Regions from separate parts of the Mus musculus genome. Here region 1 is linked to region 2. The links are chromatin contacts, called in public promoter capture Hi-C maps. All regions are on one chromosome and are shown on one strand. Each heading gives the region's core, a stretch centred on a gene start, on an enhancer-like site or on the middle of the called end of the contact. The rest is flanking DNA. Distances are from core to core; before and after follow the strand shown. Region 1 holds the start of Cic (capicua transcriptional repressor). Region 2 holds the start of Pou2f2 (POU domain, class 2, transcription factor 2).

Region 1 (3,834 bases), core at 386-2,885, 140 kb before region 2:
GCCATCTCCCCACTGACCTGCTAGGGCACCATTCAGGAGCCTGAGATCTGGTACAAACACTGTCCAAACATAAACCTTTACACCCCACCCAGGGCCTACAAGCACACCAGCCAACATCCCTTACCCCTGTTACCTGGACTGGTCTCTTTACCCCAGAGCCAGACCTCTCTTTCTTGGGGCCTACCTTCTTCCTGTGCACCATAGCTAACTACTACCCAGGGTCCCGCGGGCCCTCACCTCCCTTTCAGAACGTGAAACTCCTGAAGCTGAGGCCACCCCATGCCCTTTAGGGTCTCATCCTCTCTATTTCCATCCACCCTCCTGACACCATCTTCGCTTGCCACTCTCTCCCATCTTGTCACCACCTCTACCTTATTTTCTCAGATACTAGGCCCCCTCCTGTTACCCCCCCCCGCTGGTCACCCCCATTTATTTATATCACCTATTCCTCCTATTCACTCTTCTGTCGGCCATCTCTAGACCTCCAAATCTGACACCTCTGCCCATCGCCTCTCTTTATCACCCCCTCCAACTCGGTCCCCTTCCTCTCCCTGTCACCCTGATCTAATCCTGTTACCCCTCCATTCCTGTTATCAGTACTCTCCCCTAGTTGCTCCTTTTCTGTCACTCCCCACTTCCTACCACTTCTTCCACTCTGTCACCCCTTCCCACACCATTCCGCCCACCTCTTTTGCCCTGTACCCCTTTCCCGTCCCTGCCACCTGTCCCCTCTCGGCCTCCAGCTCCCCTCCACCCCCACGCAGTGTCAGCCCTAGCCCCGCCCTTCACCTCGGGCTCCGCGGGGTTTCGGGGCGGGGGGCCGTGGCCCCGGCTCAGTCCGGTCCGGTCCCTCCCCGCCCCCCCTCCGGCTCTCCCTCTCGATTCTCCCTTTTTTTTTTACTCCAACACACAAAATGGTGAATGGACCTGCAACAGCTGGAGCAACCAGCCAATAAACGGCCACAACCCCGGTGACCGGCGCCAACCTAGACCAATAGATATTCGCTGTCTAGTCGGCTCCGCCTATCATCCGCAAGCGACACTTGCTACCACCAATTGCGCTCTTCCGGCAGCGCCAAGGGGCGGGGTCAAATTCCAAGACCGGCCTCCCTCCGGGACCGACACCAACCTAAGCCTACGACTGCCTGATCTGCCTAGAACTCTACCTTACAACAAGTAATGGACACCTCCTTTAACCAATTAACAGACTATTTATATGCCGAATGACAATTACAGTACCCAATCACCATCCATCTTAAGCAAGAAACCACCCCCTGCGAGGGACAGTAACCAATAAAATGAAGGGAGGCGGGACTAAAGGATATGCCCTCCAATAAACAAGCTCGAGAGGCGTGGCCCGAGGGTTTGTTGACCAGCTGAACGCAATGCCTGCTGGGAATAGTAGTCTTCTTCTGTATCCGGCCCGTAGTCAGAAGCATAAGTCAGACTACAACTCCCATGTGACAGAGTGCATGGAGCTCCAAAGAACCCGGGCGAAGAGAAAAAGTCGGAAAGGGCAGCTCCTCCTGAGTCTCGCTGGACACTGGGAACATCTTAGACCCAGGGCCCCGACTCACCCGGATTGCTGGCTCTGGCGTCGCCAGTGGCTCCTCGCTGAGGCGGCTGTAGCGGCACGAGGGGGAGGTGCAAAGAGCAGCCAACCGACACCCGCGAGCCCCGCAGCCAATCAGCAACGGCAGGGGCGGTGCAATGACCTCACCGGTTCTACTCTCTTACCCCTCCCCCACGTGGTTGTTGGTGCTGGTAAACCAGAGTAGAGAAGTTTGGGGTAGGGGGATGGGAGGAGAACTAGTGATGTCACCTTTCCTCTGCATGATTGGCTGTCGGGTGGCCGGACTACGGCCAATCAACAGTCTCAAAAAGTCTGGCGCGGCCCCGCGGAAAGCCCTGTTGCCACCAGAAGGAGAGAGGACCTGCGGTTGTAGGGTAGCGCGCTCTGCAGTACTGGCAACCCGCGTGGCCTGTGGCCGTGATGTCAACTCCAAGACTTTTTGATTTTAGGACGGCGCACTTTTCTGATCGCACCCTCCAATCTCCAAACTTTTCTTTTGCGTCACTTCCTGGGGTTTCACACTTCATTCCGAAGGCGAATAGCCCTATGGCTTTTCACACCTGAGGAAAGATGTGTAAAAATCTTGGGGTGGGTGTCACACCGGAGGTGAGGAGAAGAGCATGTGCCACATACCCTCTGAGGCATAGACAGCTGTTGCCCCGGTGCCGAGTTTACACCAGGTGTGACTATCCCTAGCTTCAGTCTTCCCATCAGGTTTCCCTTGGATCAAAGGATAATGGAGAATGGTGTACTCCTCCTCTAATGAAGGTTTCTCTTGCATATGATGGATACTCAAGACTGTAATAGTGAAACACACACACACACACACATCTGGTCTATTGTAGCACATCTTACTGTTGGTGCTGGTTAGTTTTTAAGTTGACACAAGTACCAAATCCTGACATAGAGTGAACCCCAATTGTCTCCAAAAGATTGCCCTGTAGGCAAGTCAGTGCAGTACTATCTTAATTAGTGGTTGGTGTAGGAGGGTCCAACCCATTGTGGGTGGGTGCAACCCCTGAGAAAGTGGTCCTGGGAAGCAGGCGAAACAAACCATGGAGAGCAAGCCATTATGAAGGGTTCTTGCATGGCTTCCCCATTGAATTCTTGCCCAGAGTTCCTGCCCTGACGCCCCTTCAGATGGGCTTGATGAAATATAAGTTGAGATAAACCCCTTTCTCATTGAGCTGCTTTTAGTTATTCTGCTTTCCTTATGCTTGCACTATGCTCTGTAAGAGAATGTTCTGGGATATATGGCTGCTTCACATAGGACATGCAAAAAGCACCCATTATCTATGGCACTTACAGTGAGGCAACTTCTCGATATCTACAGGAAGTTCCCACCGTGCCGCAGACCCTATTGATCCCTTGTCTGCATGGAACGGGTCTCTAGTCTCAGGTGGGCAAGGAGTCAGCGGGAATGGATGGACAGACTCAACACAAGGGAGTGTGGATCTGAATGTAATTTGTCAAATTGAGCATCAAACTTTTTATACAGAAGAAAATAGGGAAGATGGGTGACACCAGCAAGGTACAAAGAGGTTACTGGATTCTTACACAAAACAGAGGAATGCAAACACGGAAGAACTGGCAGGAACCAACTGAGATAAAATTCTGTTAACAACTGGGATCAGAAACAGCTCCACCTAAGGTCCACTTAATCTTAGAAGCCAGGGGCTTGTGCCCTTGCCATAGTTCCTACTCTAGTCTATTGTATAGTCCACCTTCCCCCTAGGCCATTGTAAATACTTGCGTTTGGGTGTAACTCAGCTATCTATAGTTCTAAGTATCTACTCTGGTTCCTCTTTAGGTCACTTTAGGTTCTAAGTATCTACTTCTGGTTCCTCGTTATCTTCCTAGATAATGGTCAATTTCCAGGCAGCGGTGGCACACGCCTTTAATCCCAGCACTTGGGAGGCAGAGGCAGGCAAATTTCTGAGTTCAAGGCCAGCCTGGTCTACAGAGTGAGTTCCAGGACAGCCGAGGCTACACAGAGAAACCCTGTCTCAAAAACCAAAAACCAAAAGCCAAAAGCCAAAAAAAAAAAAAAAAAAAAAAAAAGATAATGGTAAATTTCTGTGTAGGGCAGTGACTTAGCTATCCATGCCCAAGGTCAGATCAAGGACTGCCTAGAATCTAACTTAGCTATATGTCAAAATATCAATTCTTAGGAGCACTTGTAATAAAGCAATATTAAGGGAAAGCACACAGATCCGTTTACCAACTAAAGCAAGGACATTGGCGCATTCTTTATACAGGAT
Region 2 (3,779 bases), core at 1,113-3,612:
AATGGGGCCCGCGTGTCAGTTACCGGCCCCGCTGGCCCTGGGGAGCCCCCTGCGTCTCCTTTAATTACCGCTCAGCCTTGAGCCCAGCCTGGCCTCCTCTATGCTGCCTCCCCGCAGGTTCCCTGCACCTCAGTGTGGCCCCCACTGCTCCCCAATGCCTATTCCCTACCTACCCTACTCATTATGAGGGTCCAGACCCCTTCCTTGGCAGGGAAGCCGCTCTCCACACCCTACCTATCCCATTCCAATCTGCCAGTTCCCCTCACCATCTAAGCCATGTGCCCCACACTCTGCCCCTTTGTCTTTCTCCCCTCCTTCAGCATCTCCTGCATAGGCCCAGAGACTCAGACACAGCTTTCAGCACGGAAGGCCATAGGAATAGAATTTATCCTTAGGGAACCATCGAGGCCTTCCCACTCTGGCCTCACTTGAAGATCCAGGAGGGCCTCACTGGAAATGGGTGTCCCTTCTTTTCCTAGATCACCATCTGGGACCCAGCCTGGTGAATGTGTCTCTGGCCTGCACGATGTTGAATTGGTAAAGGGTAGACTATGGGGGAGGGGCCTTGTCTGGGTTGTATCCCTCCATATCGTGCTAAGTACCACCACTCCCTCAAAAGATAAATCCTAAATGAAAATGGAGCTTACTGGGTAAATCAGGCTTCAAGACAAAAACCTGCTACCTTACTGCCCCCAACTTCTGCTGGGAAGACCCTCGTGTATAGAAAATCTGCCGCCAGCCGCTGTGCGGTCGGCAAATGCCCTCTGAAATGGTCTTTCCGATAATGGGATATTATAGAGTGTAGATGCCCAGGAACTGTCCCCTCTGTGTGCAGCTTAAGAGCTGAGTTCGTTCCTGTCAGGACCATCTGCCAGGTCTTGGGGTGTCCACCTGCACAGGGCTGGGGGCAGAGGGCACCCATGTAGTTCTTTGTGTCCTTCATGGCTGTGCACATGGGAGTGTGGGCACATGTAACCTGGCCTGCGTTGGCCATATGTGTAGATGTGCCCTCTGCCCTGTGGGTCTGGGTGAAGTAGTAGAGCATATGTAGCTGATGAAGCTTGGTCTGCGGGGAGGGGTGATATTGGGGCCATGGTAGAGATGTGCACTAGTGAATCTCTGTGTGTGCATTCGTGTGAAATGCTGGAGGGTTGGTCTGAGAAGAAATACTTCAGTGTATGCATGTATGTAGAAGGATGAATCCAGCCGTCTATGTGTGCACGCGTGTGGTTTGGGGGACCCTCCACTTGGGGTGTAAAGTGTCCTGGATGGCCCTAGTGGATAGGAGAACTGTTTAAGAGATGCCAAGGCAGCTCAGCAACTCGGACTCCAGGAAGCTGAGAGGGAGAAGAGGGCAGTTGGCTCGCGCCTGCCTTTGTCTGCGCTACTGTGCGCCCGAGTCCTGCGCCTTTGTGTGACCCTCGCAGGTGTGCGCGCGGGGCGGGGGAGGATGCGGGCCGGGATGGAGCGGAGGGCGGGGCTCCCTCCTCTGAAGCCGGCCCCGCCCTCCTGCCCATTGACTGGACGCTGCCGCCCTCTGGCGGGCTTCAGGAAAACCGCAGGACTGAGAGCGGAGCGGCTCGCTGAAAGCGCTCCACAGGAACCCTGAGGACTCAAGCTCAGCTCCACTGCCCCGGGTGCACGCGTTTGCCCTCTGACAGGCTTCTAGCTGTCTCTGACTTAGGCCTCCACCCCTCGCCCTAACTGCCACTGTGCCACTGCTCATGGGCACTATTGGCCCGGGATGCCTTACCTGTGGCACAGGTTGCAAGCCTTGGTCTGTCCACAGCATCCTGAGCATCCCCTTTTTTTTTTTTTTTTTACTTTGATGCATCTTGGCCCTGGATCCTTGAGAAAGCCACTGCTCCCTTCTCTGATCTTCAGTCTTGTCGTTTGTAAGACGAATCACAAAATACTGTCAAACTATGACACCTGTTACGTGGGAGGTGCAGGGTTAGGCACTGAGAGATCCCTCCTCGAACAAACCTCAAATTGTGTTTGCCATTGTTATTGTATAGCCTCACCTTCTCTCACAGCCCCACACGCCCTGTTCCAGATGTGTTCGCCCCCACCCCTCCGTGCTGCGGGGGCAGAAGGACTGTATAGATACCTCCTAGTGTGGCCCCAGCAAGAGTCAGTTCTTCCAGCGTCCTCGCTTTCCACCCGACTAAGCCCCTACTCAAATACACTCATGATCTGGGGTCGCCTGGGCCGCTGGGGTCGGCCTGTGGGCCAGGGTATTTTCCCTTCCGAAGGGGGCGGACCGGCCCTGTGGTTTCCTCCCGGGGTGACTTCCGGCAGGGAGGGCTGGCCCCCAGAGAGGGCGGGGAGATGACACAGTTGTTCCCCAGCCCTGGCTGGCGGGCAGCATGGTTCATTCCAGCATGGGGGCTCCAGGTAAGAGGCTGATGCCTTCTCATGGGTGGCGAGGACAAATAGCATATTAGGGCCGTTCTGCTGACCACCTCTGCCAACGGTTCCTGCACCTCCTCTTCGGCTGTCCCCCTTGTTTGGGAGGCCCCGTGCTTTAGTAACATCTTTTCCTTCCTTCACCTAGTCCCCCTCCTCAGCTCCTCTTTGATACTGTTTTGCATTAGGCATGGGGTGTGTGTGTGGGGGGGTATACTTCCAGTCTGTCTCCCCACTGAGGGAACAGGAAAAAGGAAGGGTCATGTGGTTTTTTGTTTGTTTGTTTGTTTGTTTTGTTTTGTTTTTTGCTGGACTTCATATGGGGAACTGGTGGGCTGGGCAGCGTGGGCGATTCTTTAGACACAGGGCTGCAACAGGTTTGGAAGACCAAGCAGTTGCGTTTGTGTGGTGCAGGTGTGCATATGTGTGAGTGTGGGTGTGGTGTCCTGCGTCCTGTGCTTATTGCTATTTCTCCTGGGTGTGCAGGGGGGAGGGCTGCTGTGCGTGGCATTCCTGTGTGCCCGTAGCAGTGATTTCTTCTTGATCCACTTCATTTATTCTGCAAAATGGCACTAATCTTATATATCCCTCAGTCTCCTTATCCTGCTCTGACTTTCTCCGTGGCGCATGCATTCTATGTCTTTGAGTTACTACATGCTTGCCTGGGTGAGCTGGATACGGTGCAGGCACCGTATCAGGTGATTTGCGCTTGGGGACTCATTTCGTAGAAGGTATGCATCTCTGCGCAGACTTAGCATACCTCAGCAGAGTACTGGGAAGTGTAAGGTGATAATACCAGTGCTGAGATATTCCAAGGATCAGTACTTCATGACTGCTTTTCTGGAGCTTTGGTCGAGTGTGCGTCGAGCTCCTGGGTGACCGTAGGTGTGAGTGTTGGCTTGGCGTGCATCCGTCCAACATGCATCAGTATGTGGGGGGCATCGCCAAGTCCCTTCAACAACCGCTGGTTACCGGGCCGTTCTATGTTGGATATTGGTGTTGAAGATATATCAGGGCTAGGCAGCTTCAGGTCTGCTTTTCTGGAGTCACGAGTTCAGTGGAAAGGACAATCCTGTGGTGATCAGACCTGGGATTGGAGGGTGGAGGGTGGAGCAGAGATGATAGAGTCCAGAAGTTATCTAGTTCTGTTGTCATGGTAGTAGGGAGGGCTTCCTGGAGGAGTTCTCTGAGCTAGGATATAAAAATGATGGTGGTAGACAGTAGAAAGATGAGGATTGACAGGTATTTATTTACTGAGGTGGCCGTGTGGGTGTACACATATCTACTTGTTCAGTGTACATATGAAGTCCAGACTGCCATCTGCACACATATAGCGGCTTCACTATGGACTCATTTCAAGTGAGAACTTG

The links. Promoter capture Hi-C pulls out the DNA fragments that hold promoters and counts their contacts.
Region 1: a contact with region 2 is called in a promoter capture Hi-C map of embryonic stem cells, with 11 read pairs. The contact joins the promoter of Cic here to the promoter of Pou2f2 in region 2. A contact is called at or near these places in 23 of 39 promoter capture datasets (the 3T3-L1 cell line, 3T3-L1-derived adipocytes, the C10 cell line and 15 more), 7 of 15 datasets of contacts at CTCF or cohesin (CD8 T cells, the NIH/3T3 cell line, embryonic stem cells and 3 more), 51 of 484 Hi-C or Micro-C datasets (B cells, CD4 T cells, CD8 T cells and 24 more), 32 of 115 datasets of contacts at active chromatin or transcription factors (the 230-238 cell line, CD8 T cells, DN3 thymocytes and 20 more) and 3 of 9 other capture datasets (adipose tissue, liver and pancreatic islet).

Annotation. Positions count from the first base shown.
Region 1 is chr7:25,265,500-25,269,333 of GRCm38.p6, reverse strand. Cic (capicua transcriptional repressor) reads right to left here and starts at 1,635. Exons shown (of 21, transcript NM_001302811.1): 1 at 1,578-1,635. Gm45974 (a long non-coding RNA gene) reads left to right here. Exons shown (of 3, transcript XR_001778066.2): 3 at 937-1,001.
Region 2 is chr7:25,131,043-25,134,821 of GRCm38.p6, reverse strand. It overlaps Pou2f2 (POU domain, class 2, transcription factor 2), which reads left to right and starts at 2,362. Exons shown (of 15, transcript NM_001163554.1): 1 at 2,362-2,397. The coding sequence starts at 2,370.